2 separate regions of the Mus musculus genome follow, and region 1 is linked to region 2. Evidence: chromatin contacts called from public HiChIP or PLAC-seq data. All regions are on one chromosome and are shown on one strand. The core of a region is the stretch at or near the end of the contact, and the rest is flanking DNA. Distances in the headings are between cores, read along the strand shown. Region 1 overlaps Hivep3 (human immunodeficiency virus type I enhancer binding protein 3). Region 2 holds the start of Ccdc30 (coiled-coil domain containing 30).

Evidence for each region. HiChIP or PLAC-seq counts read pairs in DNA pulled down with a chosen protein or histone mark.
Region 1: a contact with region 2 is called in an H3K4me3 HiChIP or PLAC-seq map of bone marrow-derived macrophages, with 4 times the contacts expected there. The contact joins the enhancer-like site here to the promoter of Ccdc30 in region 2. A contact is called at or near these places in 2 of 39 promoter capture datasets (the 3T3-L1 cell line and pre-B cells) and 4 of 115 datasets of contacts at active chromatin or transcription factors (bone marrow-derived macrophages, embryonic forebrain, large pre-B cells and 1 more).

Annotation. Positions count from the first base shown.
Region 1 is chr4:120,051,526-120,055,863 of GRCm38.p6, forward strand. The region is part of intron 2 of Hivep3 (human immunodeficiency virus type I enhancer binding protein 3); the gene reads left to right. Among named protein-coding and RNA genes, the nearest start is that of Gm38632, 20 kb to the left of the region's middle. Within about 2 kb of position 2,811, at least 63 of the 459 cell types and tissues checked have an H3K27ac peak or open chromatin away from gene starts, as enhancers often do. A contact at or near this core is called in bone marrow-derived macrophages, where this site is marked.
Region 2 is chr4:119,413,912-119,418,240 of GRCm38.p6, forward strand. It overlaps Ccdc30 (coiled-coil domain containing 30), which reads right to left and starts at 1,610. Exons shown (of 15, transcript NM_029286.2): 1 at 1,225-1,610.

The DNA.
Region 1 (4,338 bases), core at 1,561-4,060, 640 kb after region 2:
TCTTGAGAGTCAGAGTGAGTTTGCTGAGAAACTAGTTATGCTTAGATAGTGGTGATTTTGGTGGTGGTGGGGTCAGCCAGGACTTTTAGTCGTCTGTCACCTGGTCTATCCCCAGGGCCCAAGGCTGAGAGACAGGGTTTGACTGTACAGGTCTCCTGGTCCTGAGCTGCAGAACTCAGTGAAACGGACGGACAGATCTGAGACTCATTCATACCTCTGTCTGCTGGATTGAACGGAAGCACGTAGAAGCTGCTGAGTGACTGAGTCCCCATCCACTCACCTGTAGATTTCCTTCTTGTCACCCAGGGGTGATCAATTACCAGACCTCAATGTCTAGTCACTCACTTATCTGCAGCTCTGCTCAAGGCTCTGAGCGAAGCAGCTGTGAATCTCAGGCCCCTCAACCCTGTTCTCAAATACAGCCGAGTGAGCCTGCTGTGCCCGCAGCATCTATACACACTCTGTCCCACAAGCAGGCTAGGGAAGGTAAATGCAGTAGTTGGCCATGTCTCCAGCTGAGCCACCGCTGCTACAAGAGCCTGGGAGTTCTGGAGCTGAGTGGAAGAGGTATTCGTGAGCTGGGCTGGCCTGGGCTGCTTGAGGCAGAGTGAGGAGGACGGCCCAGATGAGAGCCAGGAAGACTGGCACCCAGGACATCCTGGCATGCATGTAAGAAACATCCAAGTGTTCGGAGGAATGTGTCATTTAAGGGCCACCAGAGGGTTTTCGTCAGGGAATGGCATGGTGAAGAGACAGTCTGTGTGCCCATGCAAAGGATGAGCTGGGAGGTGGAGGAGTTCAAATATTGCTGTGTGTTGGTTTCAGTGCAGGGCAAGTGTGGGGGTTTGAGCCAGGCTGCCTTCAAGTGCTTCTGCTCTTATTTATGGACTCTCACTAAGGCTCTGGGCCAGGTACCACGCTAAGTGTTCTTTGTGAATGAGGTAATAGATGGCTTTCCCAGACTCATCTGGGCAGGCACTGACTCTCCTCCCTCCCTACAAATGAGCTATCACAGGCCCAGAGATGTTAAAAGAACACTCTGCCTTGATGATCTGGCTCCAAAGTAGAAGAGGGTGGATTCAAACTAGAGCCATGTTTTATCTACTTCTAAATGAAGAGCAGCCAGTCAGGGCCAGGAATGGTCAGGAGGGTTGCCCCAGGATGGCACATCCTGTAGCTAGGACAAAGGCTTCCTTGCCCCCTATCAAGTGTGACAGACCCCACAGAGCTGAGGGGCTTCACTGAAACCAGAACTGGCATATAGATGGTGTCTTGGTTACAGTTTCTATGGCTCTGGTGAAACACCATGACCAAAGGCAAGGGCAGGAAAAAAGTGTTGGCTTACATATCACTCACTGTTCATCACTGAAGGAAGTCAGGACAGGAACCCAAAGAGGGCAGAAACGTGGAGGCAGAAACTGATACAGAGGCCACTGAGGGGTGCTGCTTACTGGCTTGCTCCACATGGCTTGCTCAGCCTGTTTTCTTATAGAACCCAGGACCACTGGCCCAGGGATGGCACCATTTACAATGGGCTAGACCCTTCTCAGTTGATCATTAATTAAGAAAATGCCTTACAGCTGGATCTTATGAAGGCACTTTCTCAATTTAAGTTCCCTCCTTTCTGATGACTCTAGCTTGGGTCACATTGACAGAAAACTAGGCAACAGAGTTGGGGACTATGCAAATCACTGAGGTAGTGGAAACACTCTATGGAAAAAGTGTCCCTTTCAGAGCCTCCAGGCCAGAAAAGGGAAGGGCCACTGCAGCCCAGTGACTCTGCTCTGTAGCACACATGGCCTTACCTATTTGTGAGACCCTGAGCTGGTTAGGTGGGGAGGGGGGATCAGAGCTAAAAATGGGGGCAGCCTGGTCCCTAGGCCAGAGGCTGGGGAGGATCCCTGGGGAGCCTGGCCACCACTAGGCTTCCCCTGTGAGCTGAAGAGGCTATTGTGGTTGAAGAGAGTCATCCTTCCTCCAAAATCATGGCCATACTTTGCAATCTCAGCAGGTATTGACCAAGTGCTGAAGGTCTCAGTCCCTGCAGCTTCCCACAGTCATCCTGTGTGCACATTCTGTGTGTGTGTGTGTGTGTGTGTGTATGTGTGTGTGTGCACGCGCGCACTTTGTTTCTGTGTCCCTTCTCCCTATGAATAGATCACAGTGATTTTGTTGCGGGATTTCTAGCTTATTCTATTGCAAGACAAACTCTGTAGATAGGCATAAAGCTTGAAAGTCAGAAATAACCAAAAGAGGAAGAGGGACAGGCCTCAATTTCCGGAGAATTGACGCTGTGCTATTTAAATCCGACGCCGGTCCGGATAAGCCCTGTTGCTTCCATTTTCCAGGTGAGCATACTGAGCCACTGAGGTGTGAAATGATGTATCTGAGGCCACACAGTGACAGTGACCTGAGAGCAACTAATTCTTTAGTGCCAGAGCCTTGGGCTAGCCTTCTGCCATGGAAGGCTGCTCGAAGCTCACAGCTCTGGGCCTCAGTTTCTTCAGCTGACAGATGTGAATAGAGCTGTTCTGTAGCATCATTATAAGGACAGCATTAACAGACACTCGGCGCCTGTGGGTTTGGTCCTACCCCTGCTTTCTGCCTCTGCAGACAGGAGATGTTGCGGCTCCGTGGAGGAATAAGCTGCCTGGTAGTTTTCTTGCCCAGATTCCCAGTTAGCTGTTTGATGTCATGGGGCAAGCCGTGTCCCCTTCACCTTTGCATCTCTGAACTCCAGCCAGGGCAGCAGTGTTTTGTGGAAGCCATTCAGCTGGATCAGCTTACTTCCCTTTTGGGTGTCCCAGGGGCCTCGGGGAGGGGAAGTGTCCCCTCTGCTCTCCCGTGAATGCACGCAGCGCAGGCCTGTTGACCTTCCCATGAGAGGACTGCCTGTAGCCGGCTGGCATGCAGGGAACAGCTCTTTGGGTCTTGGCCCCCAGGGTCACTCCTGCTGCTCAGCCTGCTCCATCATTCCTTAAGGTTTTAGGGTGGCTGTACCCCACCAAGTGCGATTGAGGCCCACCTACCCTTTCCCCTCACAGGGTCTGGAGACCATAAGCCTGTTCTGTCAAAGTGTGGAGCCTGAGGTCTTGTTCCCTCCCTGCCGCTCACTACTACATGGTGGGATCCATTCACTCGGACGTTCATTGCACGTTCCTCTTTTTCTGTCCTCAGTACCTATCAAAGGGCGTCTCCCTCCTCTCTGCCCACCCTCTCCTTGATTGGGTGTTTTCCCCAGCATTTTATGGCACATCAATCCATATCAGAGGCTGAGGCCCATGGCCTGTCTGGTCATTCTCTCGGGAGAAGGAGGCCACCTCAGCGTTCCGTGGGTCTACTGACATTTAAGTGGGAAGCTTTTGTCTAGAGAACTCAGGTAGGGCCTGGGAAGCCTCCCACATCTCTCTGAGTGGCCAGACGCACATAACAGCAATGTCAGGCTGTGGTGTGGCCTGCGGGAGCAGGTGAGTTGCCAGGGTAGGGAAGGGACACATGCAAGGGAACTGAGGAAGGTGGGTCATGGTCCTGCACATCCATTCTGAAACTGGAGCAGCTGCAATCATCCATACCAGGCTCCTAGAGGATCAGGTATCTGCCATTCCCACGTAAAGAGGAATCATGGAACCCTTACCCTGGCATCCAGACGCTCCATCCATCCTGTGATACCATGTCCCTGCTCATGACCAATCCCCAGCGACACATGTGCTACATTACACACAAGTCGGGGCTTCATAGGGTGGAGCAGGACCCTCAGCTTTTGAGAGCCTCAGCATGCTTGGGGGAGGCTTCCCAGTCTTGTCATTTCCGGAGAGCCACCCGTGCTCATGTAGGTGCCACAGCATGCTCATTGGCTCGCTGGCCTTGGGTAGAGTCCTTTGGTCTGTTGGTGCATGTCTCCTATCGCCAATGAAAAGACATACAATGGGAGGGCTCCTCTCTTTGACTCTTGAAGAGGGTACAGCTCAGAGAGGCTAAGCAATTCAGCTGAGGCCACACAGCTATAAATGGCTGAAAACAGGAATGAACCCAGGCCATCCTGCTGCCATCAGTGCAGATTCTAGGCTATCCCTCTCTACTCTCATATCCTGTGGTAAATAAATTATACATTATTCCCCTTACTTCTCCCGGGCGCCTGTAGCCTGGCATAATTTGGCTACTGATCTTATCTGTGTGTTCATGTATCTTGACCCACATGTATCTGTGAGTCAATAAGATTTCCACATCTTGGGCCAGAGAGATGGCTCAGCGGTTAAGAACACTGACTGCTCTTCCAGAGGTCCTGAGTTGAAATCCCAGCAACCACATGGTGGCTCACAACCATCTGTAATGGGATCT
Region 2 (4,329 bases), core at 360-2,859:
AAACATGCTGTTTGAGTTATAAATTCTCTGATATTTAAAGTGTACCTAAGACTGCCCCATTTAACAGAGCCTGCTCTCTGAAATAGATACTGAAGAAATGGTCATTTAGCCTCTTAACAAGGGTAAACATGGTTTTAAGCCGCCTAAGCTCCTCACATCTAACGGGTGAGGTGGTAAGCTGGAGTGCCGACGTAATAATGAATGGTAGGTGGAAAGAGGACTAACAGCATTTCTGCCCTCTAACTTCAACGGGGGGGGGGGGTCGTTTTCTGGCTCTGAGGAAGGGACTTGCTTTGGGTCACATGGTCTATAAGTGACATGCTAAGGAACAAACAAATATGAGGTCACAAAACTGGAACAGCCCCCATGTGACTTTTCACCCTAAGTACCCTTCCTGCTATAGAAATATAATCCAAACACGTATAACCTTAAACCCAAGAATATGATTCACAGGTTGTTCCAATTCCTAAATAAAATATACTTTTTTTTTCTTTTTTAAAAAAGGCCACTGGGCTTTCTCCTTTTCCAAAAATATGATAAGTTGCTCTTGATTGATTCCCTTCACCAAAAGTGTTTTCTAATTTAGAAACTGAAAGGAAAAAAAAAAGAGGGGGGGGGGCACGGGAACAGTTTCAAGTATCTCCAGTCTGGCAAATCGCACAATCCCCGGGTGTTTGATGTACTTTGGCCTAAAAGTCAAAATTCTGCTATGCGGTCATTTTTGAACGCCATTTTTACAAGTACGAACATATTGCTTAAATTTGTGTCTAACATAGTACCTAACAAGGAACGGAACTTAAACTTTCACATATGGCATATGTGTATACCGCTGTCAAGAAGTTCAAAACTGATTCTTTTCTTTTAATTCTTTTCTATTTTCGAAATACAATAGGTTTGCAACCGTCTCATGTATGCATTTGCATCATTTACTTCACCCATCTCAAGTTCACCCAAGACAGAGAATTTGCAACAGTGCAGAGAAATGGAAACTCTTTACGGGGACTGCTGGGCTGGAGGATGAGAAATGTGCAGCCATGCAAAGCCTTCCTGTAGGGAAGCAGAAGGAGGTGGTCTACAGGTGACAGAATGGTGAAGACATTACAATGCACAGCGTGGACGGGGAAGGGTGAGATGGTTGTGGGGTAAACAGGATAAAGGAGCCGGGTGCTCGGATGGTGAGAGAAGTGGATGGAGTTGAAGGCTGAAAGGCAGAAGGCAACTGACTTGATGATCTCGGATGCTGGTATCCCCAAAGGCCTGCAGAGCTTCATCCGGATGCAAGGTTGCGTGTGACGAAGCTAGTCCCACAGTCCTTTCGCTCGGGCCGCGCGCAGGGCACAACGGTGTCTCTGGGGCCTTTGTGGCTGGGACCTTCGGGGACGGTCAAGAGCACACTTCTCCTGAGCCAACCGTTACCGGGCCGAGCACGCCGAAGCCGGCCAGCACCGCGCGAAGGAGCTCACCGGCGATCCGAAGAGATCTGGAATGTGCACCACGGGAAGAGCAGGTCCGTCCCCGGGCTGAGGTGGGATTTTCCTGCCAGCGCGCAGAAGGAGCAGGGGACTCTCAGCTCCAGCCGCCCAGCCGCTGTCATGGCAACCCCACTCAGCGGGGGACGCGCAGGCGCGACCCGGCGGGAGCCATGGAGACCATGCACGCTTTGGGTGGCCCGGGCCGTTCTTCCTGTGAAGACTGTTGTTACAGCGCACACCATTGGCCTCCAGGAACTACAGACTACCCCATTGGCTCCGGAGACCGCAGTAACCATAACAACAGTGTACAGCGTCTATATAATTCTCAGACTGCGAGTAAACATAGGGTTCTAATTCTCGAATTGTTTCCCTCCAAGTTCAACCTATCTCCTTATATTTGTTTTTCTGTAAGTGACTTCAAAACTTGGATGTGAGAGTCCACGCACATGAGAGTGAGGTAGAATTGAGTTTGGAACCAGCTAGTGTTATACAGTAGATTCCAGTCGGTGCCGCCTAGGCTATAGAATGGAACCTTGCCTTTAAAAAAGAAAAAGAAAAGAGAGGACAGAGAGAGAGAGAGAGAGAGAGAGAGAGAGAGAGAAGAAGAAGAAGAAGAAGGAGAAGGAGAAGGAGAAGGAGAAGGAGGAGAAGAGAAGGAGAAGGAGAAGGAAGGAGAAGGAGAAGGAAGGAGAAGGAGAAGGAGAAGAAGAAAGAGGAGGAGGGGGGGGGGAGGAGGAGGAGGAGGAGGAGGAGGAGGAGGAGAATAGAAAAGAGAAAAGAAAAAAGGCAAGATACTGTGCATATCAGGTCTCAATTTAGGGCCAGAATTTGTCATCACACCTGGAGTACCTAAGGTAAATTTCCACACTTCTGGACTTTTGTGACATGAATTACCACCTCTCTTGGAGCACACAGTTGACATGAACTTTAGGTCTAGTTGGCAAAACTTCCAGAAAACAACAGGCTTCGCCATTGGTACAGTGCTGTAAAAGATGACTTTCCTCTCTACAGCCACAGCCTTGGGTGCTGACTCATCTGCTAGAACTAGGTGACCTTTATGATAATATTCATGAGAGCCCACTTAAGATCATTTAAATCAAGCTTGACCAGAATTACCACGAAGGCTAGAACCCTTAAGAAAGCCTAACTAAGCTAATTGACAATTCTGTTTGGCTTCTTATAGAATGCAAGATAAATATTTTTTTTAAAAAAAGATTTATGTGCATGTAGGTTTACATTGATAAGTTAATGTACATCACAGCTAGAGCCCAAGGAAGCCAAAAGAGGATACCAGATCTCCTGGAACTAGATACAGTCCTTGGGAGCCTCGTGGGTGCTGGGAATGAGTCTTGGTTCAGTAGCCATGTCTTCTTCCAGCCCCAAAGTACTTTAGTGATACAGTTTAGCACAGGCTCAACTTAAATCTTCAGATGTTCTTTTTTCGAGACTCCAGGTGCGTTGTCAAAGCTGGATTTCTGGAGGCTTCTGCTTTTCTGGTATCTAAAACGCCACCTACATTTCTTGATCTTATTCTAGCTGCCAGCCCTTCCTTCTGGATCATGTGGGGGACCATCACCTCAACAGTGTCCCCTATTTTCTGTTTTCTTCCTTGGCCTTGAAAGTGTTTCCCCTCTCTGATCTAAAATGCTCACCTCCATTTCCACCCACTCCCACTGATCAGTTTCATTATCACCTCCTTAGGTAAGGCTCCTTGGTCCTCCGAGCTGGAGCAAATAAACGCCTCGTTTCCCTTTGCAAGTATTTCCTCCTGCTAACACACAAACACACACACACCTGGAACTCCTACCTGGGTGTTTTGAAGCTCTCAGAACAGACCATAAACCGAAGGGAGAAGTCTCTGGTGAGTCCATAAGACAAGTTAGAGATTGTTTGGGGCTTTAATAAAACGATCTTAAGTGGGCTCTCATGAATATTATCATCAAAATCACCTAGTTCTAGCAGATGAGTCAGCACCCAAGGCTGTGCCTGTAGAGAGGAAAGTCATCTTTTACAGCACTGTTCCAGTGGCGAAGCCTGTTGTTTTCTGGAAGTTTTGCCAACTAGACCTAAAGTTCATGACAACTGTGTGCTCCAAGAGATGGTTTCACTCCTGGCTGCAGCAATAAACCGTCTTGTGCTGGAGGCCACAATTCCAAACTTCATTGTTTCTACTTATCTTGCTTGCCACTTCTGTTTATGTCATAACTGAAACTCTGTACTGTCAGGGTACCTTTCCAACTCCATGGCCAGTTGTACTGTAAGCCAGGTTTTGACCCAAGGCCTGCACATGCTAGCCAAGTGCTCAACTACTGAATTTCACCATTAGTCCCTAACTGAAATTTATGTAGAACACTGACTTCTACATAATAACAGCACCCCCCCACCACCACCACAGACACACACACACACACACAACTGTATTTAGGACTACCCTACGTCTCACTTACTGGAGATTTTTCTGCACTAGGTATTCACTCGTACTCTAAAACAGGATAGTGAGAACTTCTTAGGGATAGTGAGTTTCTCAGGGACTCAGTGATCAAATGTTTTGGCCTGATTCTGAGAAAAACGGTAATTGCACCAGCGTACTGAGTGTAAAGTGCCAGACATGAGACCAATGCTCTATTTTTATCCCTACACTGTAGATACATAAACTAAGATTAAGTCAAGGGCCTCATTCATGAATCTAGTAGAATGCCCAGCTGGCTATCTAAACACCACACTTTATCACAGGGTAACAGTTCCCTCAGGGCAGAAGCAATCATTTAACTCCTGCCAGGGTCCAAGTGGAAGGCTGGTTATCTATCCGAAGAACAGCCTTAAAATATTTGAAAAGTATTACCTAAATATGGAATAA